Regions from separate parts of the Mus musculus genome. Here region 2 is linked to region 1. The links are chromatin contacts, called in public Hi-C maps. All regions are on one chromosome and are shown on one strand. The core of a region is the stretch at or near the end of the contact, and the rest is flanking DNA. Distances in the headings are between cores, read along the strand shown. Region 1 holds the start of Igfbp5 (insulin-like growth factor binding protein 5). Region 2 overlaps Gm31137 (a long non-coding RNA gene).

Region 1 (5,550 bases), core at 923-3,422:
GAGCTCATCATGGTTGTTTAATATAGAAAGTCATTCACTGATCTCTCCCCATGACCCCACCATCACCCTTCGAGGACCAATTTCCCACTCTCTCACTTCTCTTCTCCCTGCCCACCTCTCTTCTCTATGAGCCCTCTCCTTCTCTTACTGGTCCTTACACACTGTACTTAGCCACAAGAAGTCAGCTAGAACAAAATTTACTTCTAGAGGCTATATTTTGAGAGTACTGGGCAACTCTTGAGAAACCGGACAGAAGAACCACCCTAGATTTCTCGTTTCAAATGCTACACCAGGGTGAGCTGAGCCCATCCCCACACCATGCCCCTTTCTAACACTCTTCCCTCCTGAAGTTAACTTAAATAAGAAAATAACACTTGATCTCTTCCCCTTCTAAAATAATGCAACCCAGTTTCTAATGTTAAGTTGCTCCCTGCTTTCCCAAGCCCTCCAACAGCAGAGACAGGCTCTTGGAACCAACCAACCCTCCTGCCTTTTTGGGGGGTGTGGGGGTACATTGGTGCACACAGCTCTTCTTCCCTCTGCTAGCCACCAACACAATAAAACTGCCCTGGCAATGGGTGTAAAAGGACACCTTTAAGATTTGGTCCTGTCTTAAAATGTGCCTATTGGCAGAGAACCGAGAATCTGGATCAGAATCTGGGAGTGTGAACAGCGCCCGGGGAGATGCTCCCAAATGGAGCCAGCAAGGGAAATATTTTCTCAATATTGCAGTCCTCCAGCAAGAATTCTTATCATAGATAAGGGTGCAGTCTAGTGGCAAAATTCATGAAATGCAGCCCCTTTTTCTAAAAGAACAGAGCAAGGGAAGAAGAGAGTTGGAGAAAGGGCAAAAGCCCTGCCCCCAAGAACTCCCCAGAGACCATCACTTGATCATGTCTTTTCTTACCTGTGGTGGGCAGTCTACAGACCACCTATCATGTCAAATTAATTTTTAAAACAAACAAAAAAAGCTAAAGCCATCATATTCCTTCTTTCAAAAATTAGGTTTTCTTTCATTTTCCTAAGGGAAGAATGGTCCCTAGTGCTGACTAGCGATCTGGGGCTTCCTGTGGCATGGTGAGGATTTCTCACGTGCAGGCTCCAGGATGCTACCTTGGTACATATTAACCCTTAAACAAGGTCTCCTGCAGCGAGGTACCTGCTCACTCCAGGATCTGCCTACCCCACAGAAATGCCTCATTGTCAACCCAAGAAGGTTATCACTTTATCCTACCTTCCTTCCATTTAAAAGGACATTTAAGGTGTCCATGAGGACACCAGATAAAACTGACAACCCACAGCATTTCCTCCAGGGTCTCAGTCACTACTCCCAACAAAGCTGGGGAGGGGGGTGGGGTGGAGGGCGTTATCCCTTCTTGAAAGTGCACATAGCACGCTCACACTCAGAGAGAGAGAGAGAGAGAGAGAGAGAGAGAGAGAGAGAGAGAGAGAGAGAGAGATTCCCTGGTCATCTATATAGGTGAAGGAAAATGACCACTGGCTTTAACTAAAATCAGTACCCCACCAGAACAATAATGACAAGCCCTTGCCATAATCCCTCTGCCCCTTTTAATGGGGGAGGGGTCTACACACGCGCCCGCACTCCTTTTCTCTTTAAATTTATCTCAATGCCCCTCACCAGCTACTGTACACTACTTGTCCTCCAAACACAAACACACAGACAGACAAACCTTCAGTGGTCTCTTAGACACTTTTTTTTCTAAAGTTGGAAAGGACTTCTTGGGCAGGGTATACACGGCTAATAAGAAAATGTGACTCCTAACAGCCAGTGTCCGGGCTAGTTGTCGGAAAACAGACTCGCTCCATTGTATTCACCCAGCTTCTGAAGAGTACTGCCATCCACTCCTCCCTCCACCTTCTCCCTACTCTCCTCTGTAGCTCGCCTGTCTTCGCCCCCCCCCCAAAGCCCTTTCCGTACATTCCGTGAGGAGGAGGGCTCTGTGTAGGGAGCGAAGGGGAGCCCCCGTGTCTAGAAGGCCTCTCTTCCCCACCCCCACCCCGTGTGAGTTTGCGCTGCAAAGCTCCTTGGCATCCTTGCATGGGTTGGGTGTTGGGGAGCTCAAATTGCAGCTACAACTGGCTGGCAGCCAGGGGCCGTCTATTTAAAAGCGCCTGCTCGACCAGAGCCCGCAGTCTCTTTGGAAACTTCTAAAAGAGCTAGGAAAGAGCTGCAAAGCTGTTTGGGCTTTTTTCCCCCTTTTTGTTCCTTTTTGTTACCCCCCCCCTCGGTCTGCACCCTTCTCCGGACTTCACGCAGAACCTGCGGGTTTCGAAGAGGTGGTGACAGAGCAGGTGTTGGGGTCCAGGTTTGGTGAGGTCTGGGTTTTTGCCCTTTTTCCCCCCTCGATTTCAACATTTTCCCGATCTTGTTGTCAGCCGCCGACGCCTCTTACCTGTTCTGCGGCAGCAGCGCAGCTGGCCGCTGAGACCGAGCGGAGTGGGGTTGCGTTTTAGATTTTAAGCAAAGGGGGGAAAATTAAGCCCAATCCATTTTTTTCTTCACCTCCTCCCTTTTCAAGGCCTCCAAGCTAATTATTTCTGTTGCTTTGGAGTGAGCAATTCTGTGGTTCTCTCCACCACCACCCCCAATTCTGACCCGATCCCGCCTGGGGGTTTCTACGGTCTCCGCTCGCTCTGCGTGCACCTGGCGCGCCTCTTTTTTTCACCCCCAACCTGTTGCAAGTCTTTAATCCTCGCAATTGGGACTTGCGTGCAGGCATCTGAATCCTCCTTGCCTCATATTTTGCAAGTGTTTGGGGGAGAGCACCTGCTCTACCTGCAAGAGATTTAAAAGGAAAAAAATCTCCAGGCTCCCTCTTTCTCCACACACTCTCGCTCTCCTGCCCCGCCCCGAGGTAAAGCCAGACTCCGAGAAAATGGTGATCAGCGTGGTCCTCCTGCTGCTGGCCGCCTATGCCGTACCGGCTCAAGGCCTGGGTTCTTTCGTGCACTGTGAACCCTGCGACGAGAAAGCTCTGTCCATGTGTCCCCCCAGCCCTCTGGGCTGTGAGCTGGTCAAAGAGCCCGGCTGTGGCTGCTGCATGACTTGCGCCCTGGCGGAGGGACAGTCGTGTGGCGTCTACACGGAGCGCTGCGCCCAGGGTTTGCGCTGCCTCCCCCGGCAGGATGAGGAGAAGCCGCTGCACGCCCTGCTGCACGGCCGCGGGGTTTGCCTCAACGAAAAGAGCTACGGCGAGCAAACCAAGATAGGTGAGCGCTACTGGGGTTTCAGTTGCACGGCACAGGAGCTGGGGAGGGAGGCACCTTGGATGGGTGGGGACCGGGGACCGATTGGGAACCCGCGCGCTTTGCGCGCGCAGCAAGTGGCTTAGACCCTAGTAGCTCCTGAGAGTAGATGGGGTGGGTCCTTGCACCTCACACTTGAATCCCTGGCAGAGCAAGCTATCCTAGGCGGCTGTCTAACCGTCTCTACCAGTTTACACTTCATCTCCACCCCAACCCGACCCTCCCCCACTCCTAACTCGTGGCAATTCTGACTCTGAGCTCCTTTTGAGTCTCAAAGTCCAAATCCCAAGAGAATCCTCTCTGAAAAAGAACAGGTTAAATTATCAACTCCCTTCTCCACCCCAACCCCGTACTTTTCTCCCTAAACTTTAGAAAATCCTTTCTGTTAAAAGGTCATTTTAATTGGAATCTGAAGATGCGTTCCATCTTTAAAGCTAATTCTACCTTGATCCCTCCAAGCCTCACCCCTCCGCCCCCATCTCAGTGCCTCTAAATTTATCTCTCACTCTATTCCTATTTGCTCAGGAGCGCGCGCGCGCGCGTACGCGCGTACATCCCCCCCCCCCACTTGACAACTAATGTCTTTTGGGTGGAGGTATTGAGAGCTCACCCACACGTACACTTGCTGCTTTTGAATTGATATGATTGATTATGATCGATGAAACATATTAGACTGTAAAACGTCTCTCTTTTTTCCTCCCAGGAAGAGAAAGAATACTTCGGGAGGGCTGGGGTAGGGCGTGGGGTATGAGCTGAAAGAGTTTGGTGTTCTGTGCTGAATGTTCGTCCCTGAATCTAATGGTTTTTTTTCCCCTCCTAAATTCAGATTTTAGTTAAGATAAAAAGATGGACACAGGTTTGAGAGGTGAAGAGGGATGTGGGGGTGAAGACATCCTCAAGTTCCCACTGGATGCTGGCCCTCTCCATCTCCCTTCCCTCTCTCCTCACTCCACCCCCACCCCCAGCAGCCCCACCCTCCACCCATCACTTAAACCAGACTAAAAGTGAGTGTGGCTAAGTGCGTGAGGGGCCCTGGAAACACAGAATGCAAAACTCAAGGGGCGGAGACAGGAAGACCACGCTCTGGGAGCCACCCCTCCGTTTGCCCCGCCCCCTCTTGCCCCGCCTCCAAATTCTCCGTGCCTGGAGTCTGTGGTTTAAATGATTGACAGAGCTTCTTGTTCAATCAAAACAGTTTTGCCTCGAGCTAGGTTTCTTGGGGGAGTTACCTGATTATATATTTTTATCAAATTATTTTTATATTTATATATTATAAATATTTAAGCTTAACCAACAATGCACAAAATCTGAGCTAGGAGAGATGTTAAGACTTAGCTAAATGTTTATTTGGTGCGGTTCCTTACAAAGATAAAGCCCTTCTCACCACCTGTCGTCCTCCATTACTCCAACGTGAGGAGGTTTGTAATTTTTCTGAACGCAAGCTAAAGACCTATGGATTCCACCACGTAGGAGGGTACGTGAGTGCCCATCAGTAGATAGCAGAGCTTGCGTGAGCTCAGCCTCTCTCCCCGGAAATTGCAAGTTTGAGCTATCGTGAGAAGTTGCATAATGAGGGGGTTGGGGGCATACAAACCGCGGAAGCCCCCAGAGACCGATTTTTTAGGTTATTTCTATTACATTTTTGCCTGCTGAAGCCGTAGGAATCCATCACCTGGCTTGGAGACAAAAAGGTTGGCTAGCAATCCCATCACAGCCGAATTGCGCAAGTTATGACTCCGCAGTATCCTCGCCCCACTTTTATTTGCCCAGCCAAGCGGTAGATAGGGAGTAGCTAGGAATAAAAGGAGTGAGCTCTGTGCGCACTCACTCACGCAGATGCTGGACCAGCAAAGAGGCAGCATCCTACTTCCCAAGTGGACCCAGTGCACACGCGCGCGTGCACGCATACATGCACACACGTACGAACCATATTTTTGTCCCGCGCCAGATCGCTTTAGAATTCTCTGCAGCCGAAGCAACCAGAAGCAACACCCTCTCCTCGCCCTCACTCCAACCCCAGCCCGCGTCAGGCAGGTGCCTAACAGCCTACAATTGCACCCTGGCTGCCGACCACAGTGGCAAAGGTTAATACCTTCCTCCCGAATGGGAGCCGGCTCTCGGAGAAGATCCTTCGAGCCATTATTTGGATGCCCACCCCCCCCCCAAAAAAAAGCTAAAGATGACGTCATTCTTAAAGAAAGGAAAATGGATAATGAAGAGAGGAGATTGTCTTCTGGGTCCTTTAGGAGAAATTCTTGCTCCCTAGGCCCCCTCCCCCACCAC
Region 2 (5,823 bases), core at 2,364-4,863, 110 kb before region 1:
TGTCACCCATGCTGGAGTGGGCTTGGAGTGTCTTTGAGTCATTTCTGTTCCTTTAAGTAACCCCAATAAAACTCATTGGTTCACCAAGCTGGATTTGACAGTGTCCTGAGTTTGGTCCTTCTTTGGGTCCCCCAACTGGGTTGAGATGACCTTTTGGCATGCCTCCACAGGAGTAGTGTTCAAACAATACCTCTAAACCGGATGTCCATATTAAACCTGTTACCTTACAGTCAGTTTAGCAGAGGTTTTTCTCGAATGAACTAAGGTAGAGATAGGACAAATATTTGGAAAAATTATTTGTTTATTTTCCCCTGTGCCTGACTATATTCACAAGAGCCTTTATGAGGCAAGCACATATATTTGGAAACCTGTGTCAATTTCTTCATTTGTAAAATCGGTACTTATCTCAAGATCATTGTGAGAATCAGATTGCGGAATTGTTGCTACTGGGTAAGAAAAAAAATGATGCTTTCATTTTAATGCCACTCTCTGAACTATCTCTGCCAGTCAGTCATCCTACAAAACCTAATATGCCCTGGCCAATAAGGAAAAAGGATAGGAATCTTAAGGCACATTCGTCTCCATTTCCTTGCAGATCCAACCCAAAGCTCATGTCCAGAGGAAGCAGGAAGGCATCTCATAGAAAACAGTGGAGGTAGCATCTGTTGTGCTTCTTCTGTGTGCAGAGTAGAGGAAGAGGCCCCTTTGAAAGGAGAATGAGTCCTCCTGAGTGTATCAGGGCTAGCAGCATTGATGTGTACAGGCTGGCATCTGGTCACCAGGAGATGGGGAATCTGCTTATTCATTCCCCAACTGCAAGAGCAAGTATCTTTGGGAAGAAGCCAGATCCACACCCTGGGTATTTAAGCACCCTCTATAAAGATGAAATGGGGAACACAGACACACACACACACACACACCATGCTAGAAACTGACTGGGGTTGTAAGGCAAGGACAGCTAACATCTGATGTCAGAGGTCTATGTCCTACTCTGGTGCTACAACACTAAATAAGATAGTCTAGGATCACCGCAGCCATCGGACCCAAATCCCCAGAAAGGGAGCTTTTCTCCCTTTGCTGAGATTATTAACCATGGGAGATGAGTCTCCAAAGAGGTCCTATGCTCAATTTCACCACCTTGATTCACTGAGTTAATATTTATTGATTAAGAACATAGCCCCCAACAAATACAGTGAAATGGGAAAAGTCCATGTACTTATAAGTTCAGATCTTAGCAGAGAATGATAAAAGTCCCCAAGTAAAGGCATAAAGTTATGTCAGACAATAAGAAGTGTTTTAAGTCAAGTTGGAGTGAGAGTGGATGATCAATGCAGACAAAGAAGGAACCAGAAGAAAACAGGGAAGGTGATGCCCCCAAGCAGAAGGGCAAGAGCAATAGCCTTAAGAGAAGCTCACCTTGTGAGCACATAGCACAAATAGCTGCAGTGCTAATAACCACAGTCCTGTGGCAAAGAGCGGACAGGACCAGCAGGAGATGAACTGAGTGGCTACAAATCAGAATCCCCATAGGTTAATGTAAGGAAGGAAATGTGATAAGGAAGGTAAAAGGAAGGAAAGAAAGAAGTTCACTCTGAACACTTAGTGAATAACAAATACTGTGCTGGCCAGATTAATGCCAACCTGACCCAAGCTAGGGTCATCGGAGAGGAAGGAGCCTCAATTGAGAAAATGACTCCATAATATTGGGCTGTATGCAAGCCTATAAGACATTTTTTTTCTTAGTGATTGATGTGGGGGGGCTCAGTTCATGGTGGGTGGGGCCACCCCTGGGCTGGTGGTCCTGGGTTCTATAAGAAAGCAGGCTCAAGCTGTGAAGAGCAAGCCAGTAAGTAGCACCCCTCTATGGTCTCTGCATCAGCTCCTGACTCCAAGTTCCTGTCCCGACCTCCTTCAATGATGGACAGTGATTTGGAAGCATAAGCCAAATAAACCCTTTCTCTACGAAGTTCCTTTGTTCATGGTGTTTCATCACAGGAATGATAACCTTAAGACAGATGGCAAGAAGCAAGAGTGGGCCCAGAGAGCCCTTAGGAGTCCTGGCCCTGGGTAAATGAGAGGAGTGATAACTTGCTAAGGTGTGGCTAAGGGCAGGAGAGATGAGGAGTATTTTGAAAGGGCCAGTGGGATGCTAACTAGAAGTAGAAAAGAAAGAAGACTTACAGAGCTGAAGCAATTCCTTGGTTAGAAAAACACTTGTCTTGAGAGTGTGCAAATCTGTGTTTGGCCCTAGAGTGTCTCTCTCTCTCTCTCTCTCTCTCTCTCTCTCTCTCTCTCTCTCTCTCTCACACACACACACACACACACACACACACACACACACACACACACATGTGCACATACAACCACACGCACACTGACCCACATATGCATGCACCAACATGAACACACCCAACAGGAGAAGAAAAGATGCCTAGAGCAGCTGCCTTCATTCCTGAGATGTGGAAGACTGCAGTAGAAAGCTTGTAGTCAAAGAAAACTATAACACTTGTCTGAGATGCCTACTGGACATTGATGCTTGTGGGGAGGTGACTACAGGATATCCATGAAAAAATGTTAGGTTTCATGAGATACTCAGCTCATAGTGGCTGAGAATCAGAAGAGGAGACAAGAAGGACCATAGTGAGATCTAGCTAAGGACATGCCTCCAGGGAACTACGTCAGCTAGGACTCGCCCTGCAAAGTGTCTAGCACCTCCCGAAATAGCACCAGCAGCTGGGCAAGCCTTTAACACATGAGCCCATGGGGACATTTCATATTCAAGCATGGTATTCTGACTCTGACTCCCAAAGGCTCATGGGTATCTTATAGTGCAAATTGCATTTAGCCCATCTCTAGAAGTTCCCAGAGTCTTAGCTGTTCCAACATTATTCAAAAGTCAAAATCTAAAATCTGATAGTGTGGTGTGTGTGTGTGTGTGTGTGTGTGTGTGTGTGTGTGTGTGTGTGTGTCTGTGTGTGTGTGTGTAGAACAGAGATGACTCAATAACTTGCCTAGCATGTGAGGACCTGGATTTGACCCACAGGAAGGAAGAGAGGGAGAGAGAAAGGGAGGTAGGAAAAATGGCATCTACTTCCAACATATGATGGATGGCACAGAACAAACATTTGTGTTCCCAGAGAGTGGGGAGACTCAGAGATGAGATACCAGACCAAGGTGTGACCAGGGCCCAACAAGGCAAACCATAGATCTTTCTGCTCTTTGTCCAACATCAATCTTGCAGTAGTGGGGTGTGCATTCTGAAAGACATGACAGCCCAGCCCCTGTGGCTTCATTTGTCACAATTCACAAGGCTGTCTTTGGGGCTGGTTTTCTTAGCTGATGTTATATGTTCCTGGGATCCCAAACTTCCTTAGGTCTCCATTGCATCTTAAGCCTTACCCCTCACAGCTTCACGCATGGCCTTGTCAAGGAATCCCAGCAGTTACTGTGACCCTTCGGAATCTGGGTGGAAGCTTCCAGAGTCCCATAGCTCTTACATTTTTCATGACTGCAAAGCCATGCCCAAGTACCAAGGTCTTCCACTGGCTCAAGCAGTAGACAGACCCTTCACATCATGGCCTCAGCCTCTGAAGGCCTGGGTGTCTGACCAGAGAAATACTCCTATTGGCAGCCCTATGTGGCCTTGCTTCTAGAGAGTGAGTGTTTTGCAGTTCATATTTTTATTGCCCTTGGACCTGTGATGAGTTGGAGTCTTGCTGATTTTCGAGACATGTTTTCTATCCCCTGATATAAGGTATTTCTTGACTTCTGTTTTAAAGGCTCTAATCCTTTTAACAACCAGACTCTCGTTGTATGCAGCTTTACATGTGCATATTTGTATTGAAATTCTAATAGTCACTCCATCAAACAGCAGTTTAAGTACCTAGGTATTTATGTGATTGGTTATTTGTTTGCTGCAATACTGAGGATAGAACCCAAGGCTTGCGCATGCTAGGCAAGTGCTCCATCACTGAACTACACCCTCAGCACTCAAACAACAATTTACATACAGAAGTAGAACCAAAATTTGTGTCTCAGGCACAGGGTCCTTGTGCCTGAGGCTTCTTTTTGCTATTCTCAAAATCCTTTCTTGATGATTTCTTAGCTGTTTATACATTCTACAAAAAAACAATTTTTTTCTCTTGTTGTACTGTGGTGAAATTTTTCCCTTCCTCACTTTTCTTTAAAACCTAACCTAATTTTCTTTAACTGCAGTTTGAGCTCATTCCTCATTTTAATCTTTTTCTTTTCTCAAAAATGTTCATGATGTAGTTATACCTGGCTCTTAAAACAACCGTGTCAGCTATACAAGGTTAGCATTGGGTTGGCATTTATAAATAGGGAGTTGAGCATAAAGGTCAAGGAAACTATATTCAAAAACATAACTAGGTCTAGACACAATCCAGACCAGAACCTAGCATTTGAGTCTCAGTCCAGAGCTCTACCCTGTGGCCCAGGAAAGCTCTTTAGGCCCAGATCCTACTATTTTCCAGCAGCTGAAGATTTCCTGAGCTCTACTTTGTTAACATTTGATTATTCTGTGAGAGTGTTAGGGGTGGGGGTGAGGAAGATGGGTATGGGTAGGTGCATGCATAAAAGCCACAGCATACACGTTGGAGACCAGAGGATAACCTGACTGCAGGAATCAGTTCTATCCTTCCATTATAGATGTCCTAGAGATCAAACTCGAGCCGTCACAGTTGACAGCAAGCATCCTTCCTTACTGGGCCACCTTGTCCTTCTAAAGTACTTAAGAAAGAGGACAACCCCACTGGAGTGTTACTCTTTCTCAACACACATAATCCTGTCTCTTCTCACTCCTCTAAGGGGCAAAGACTGCCTCTTACTGACAAAAGCCATTTCCTCTTTCTCCCGGTCACACAGCTAAACTGTGCTTATCTCCCCAGCCTCCTTTGTAGTTAGGTATCTGTGTGGGACTAATTGTGATTAGCAGAATTTGAAACAAACTATTGCACAGTTTTCTCAATCGGCCCAGGCTCAATCGCCCCTGTTTCTCCTCCTTCCGCTCTCTAATCAGTGAGCATGCCCATCTTGTATCAGAATGTATCACAGTATCAAAAATGAAAGAACTTCAAGGTTGAACTATCCCAGTAGTCGTCAGCTTTTTCTAATTATACCCATCAGTAAAAATATATCTATCACATACATACCCAATGTACATAAGTAATATCTCTCTATCACATACATACCCAATGAACATAAGTAATATCTCTCTATCACATGCATACCCCAATGAACATAAGTAATATCTCTCTATCACATACATACCCCAATGAACATAAGTAATATCTCTCTATCACATACATACCCCAATGAACATAAGTAATATCTCTCTATCACATACATACCCAATGAACATAAGTAATATCTCTTTAAGTATCTATAATGCAATGAGAAAGCTCTATGAATGTCATGTGTATAATATAGTATGCACAAAAAGAAAAAAGAAGATCTCTTCTGGTGAGGTTTTTTTAAGCAAATATGCATTGATGTGCTAACTCTTTCTCCCTGGTCCACTTGCACCATCGAAGCCTTTGGACAGAAGTCACAAAGCGGCAGCCTGTATGCCAAATGTAACCCACAGATGTGTTTTGTTTGGTCTGAACAATGTTTCCAAATTTTATATTAGTTCTCAACACTTAAGAGTTGGATAAGTTCACATCAAATATAGAGATATTTCAACATCTTATTCACTGTTTCATTCCCTGTGTCTGTTACACACTAGGCACTTAATAAATAGCTGTCTAATTATATTTTCAACTTCTATCCCAAAAAAAGGTTAGTTTAGCATTTCAGCAAGCA

What was found. A called contact is a pair of places that touch in the nucleus more often than the background predicts.
Region 2: a Hi-C map of the G1E-ER4 cell line shows a contact between it and region 1, with 2.9 times the contacts expected there. The contact joins the enhancer-like site here to the promoter of Igfbp5 in region 1. A contact is called at or near these places in 10 of 39 promoter capture datasets (cranial neural crest, embryonic stem cells, frontonasal cranial neural crest and 6 more), 1 of 15 datasets of contacts at CTCF or cohesin (the G1E-ER4 cell line), 14 of 484 Hi-C or Micro-C datasets (the BV-2 cell line, the G1E-ER4 cell line, the MC3T3-E1 cell line and 8 more) and 1 of 9 other capture datasets (embryonic stem cells).

What each region holds. Positions count from the first base shown.
Region 1 is chr1:72,871,487-72,877,036 of GRCm38.p6, reverse strand. Igfbp5 (insulin-like growth factor binding protein 5) reads left to right here and starts at 2,172. Exons shown (of 4, transcript NM_010518.2): 1 at 2,172-3,231. The coding sequence starts at 2,898.
Region 2 is chr1:72,985,996-72,991,818 of GRCm38.p6, reverse strand. The region is part of intron 1 of Gm31137 (a long non-coding RNA gene); the gene reads right to left. Among named protein-coding and RNA genes, the nearest start is that of Gm31137, 4.1 kb to the right of the region's middle. Within about 2 kb of position 3,613, at least 2 of the 459 cell types and tissues checked have an H3K27ac peak or open chromatin away from gene starts, as enhancers often do. A contact at or near this core is called in the G1E-ER4 cell line, where this site is marked.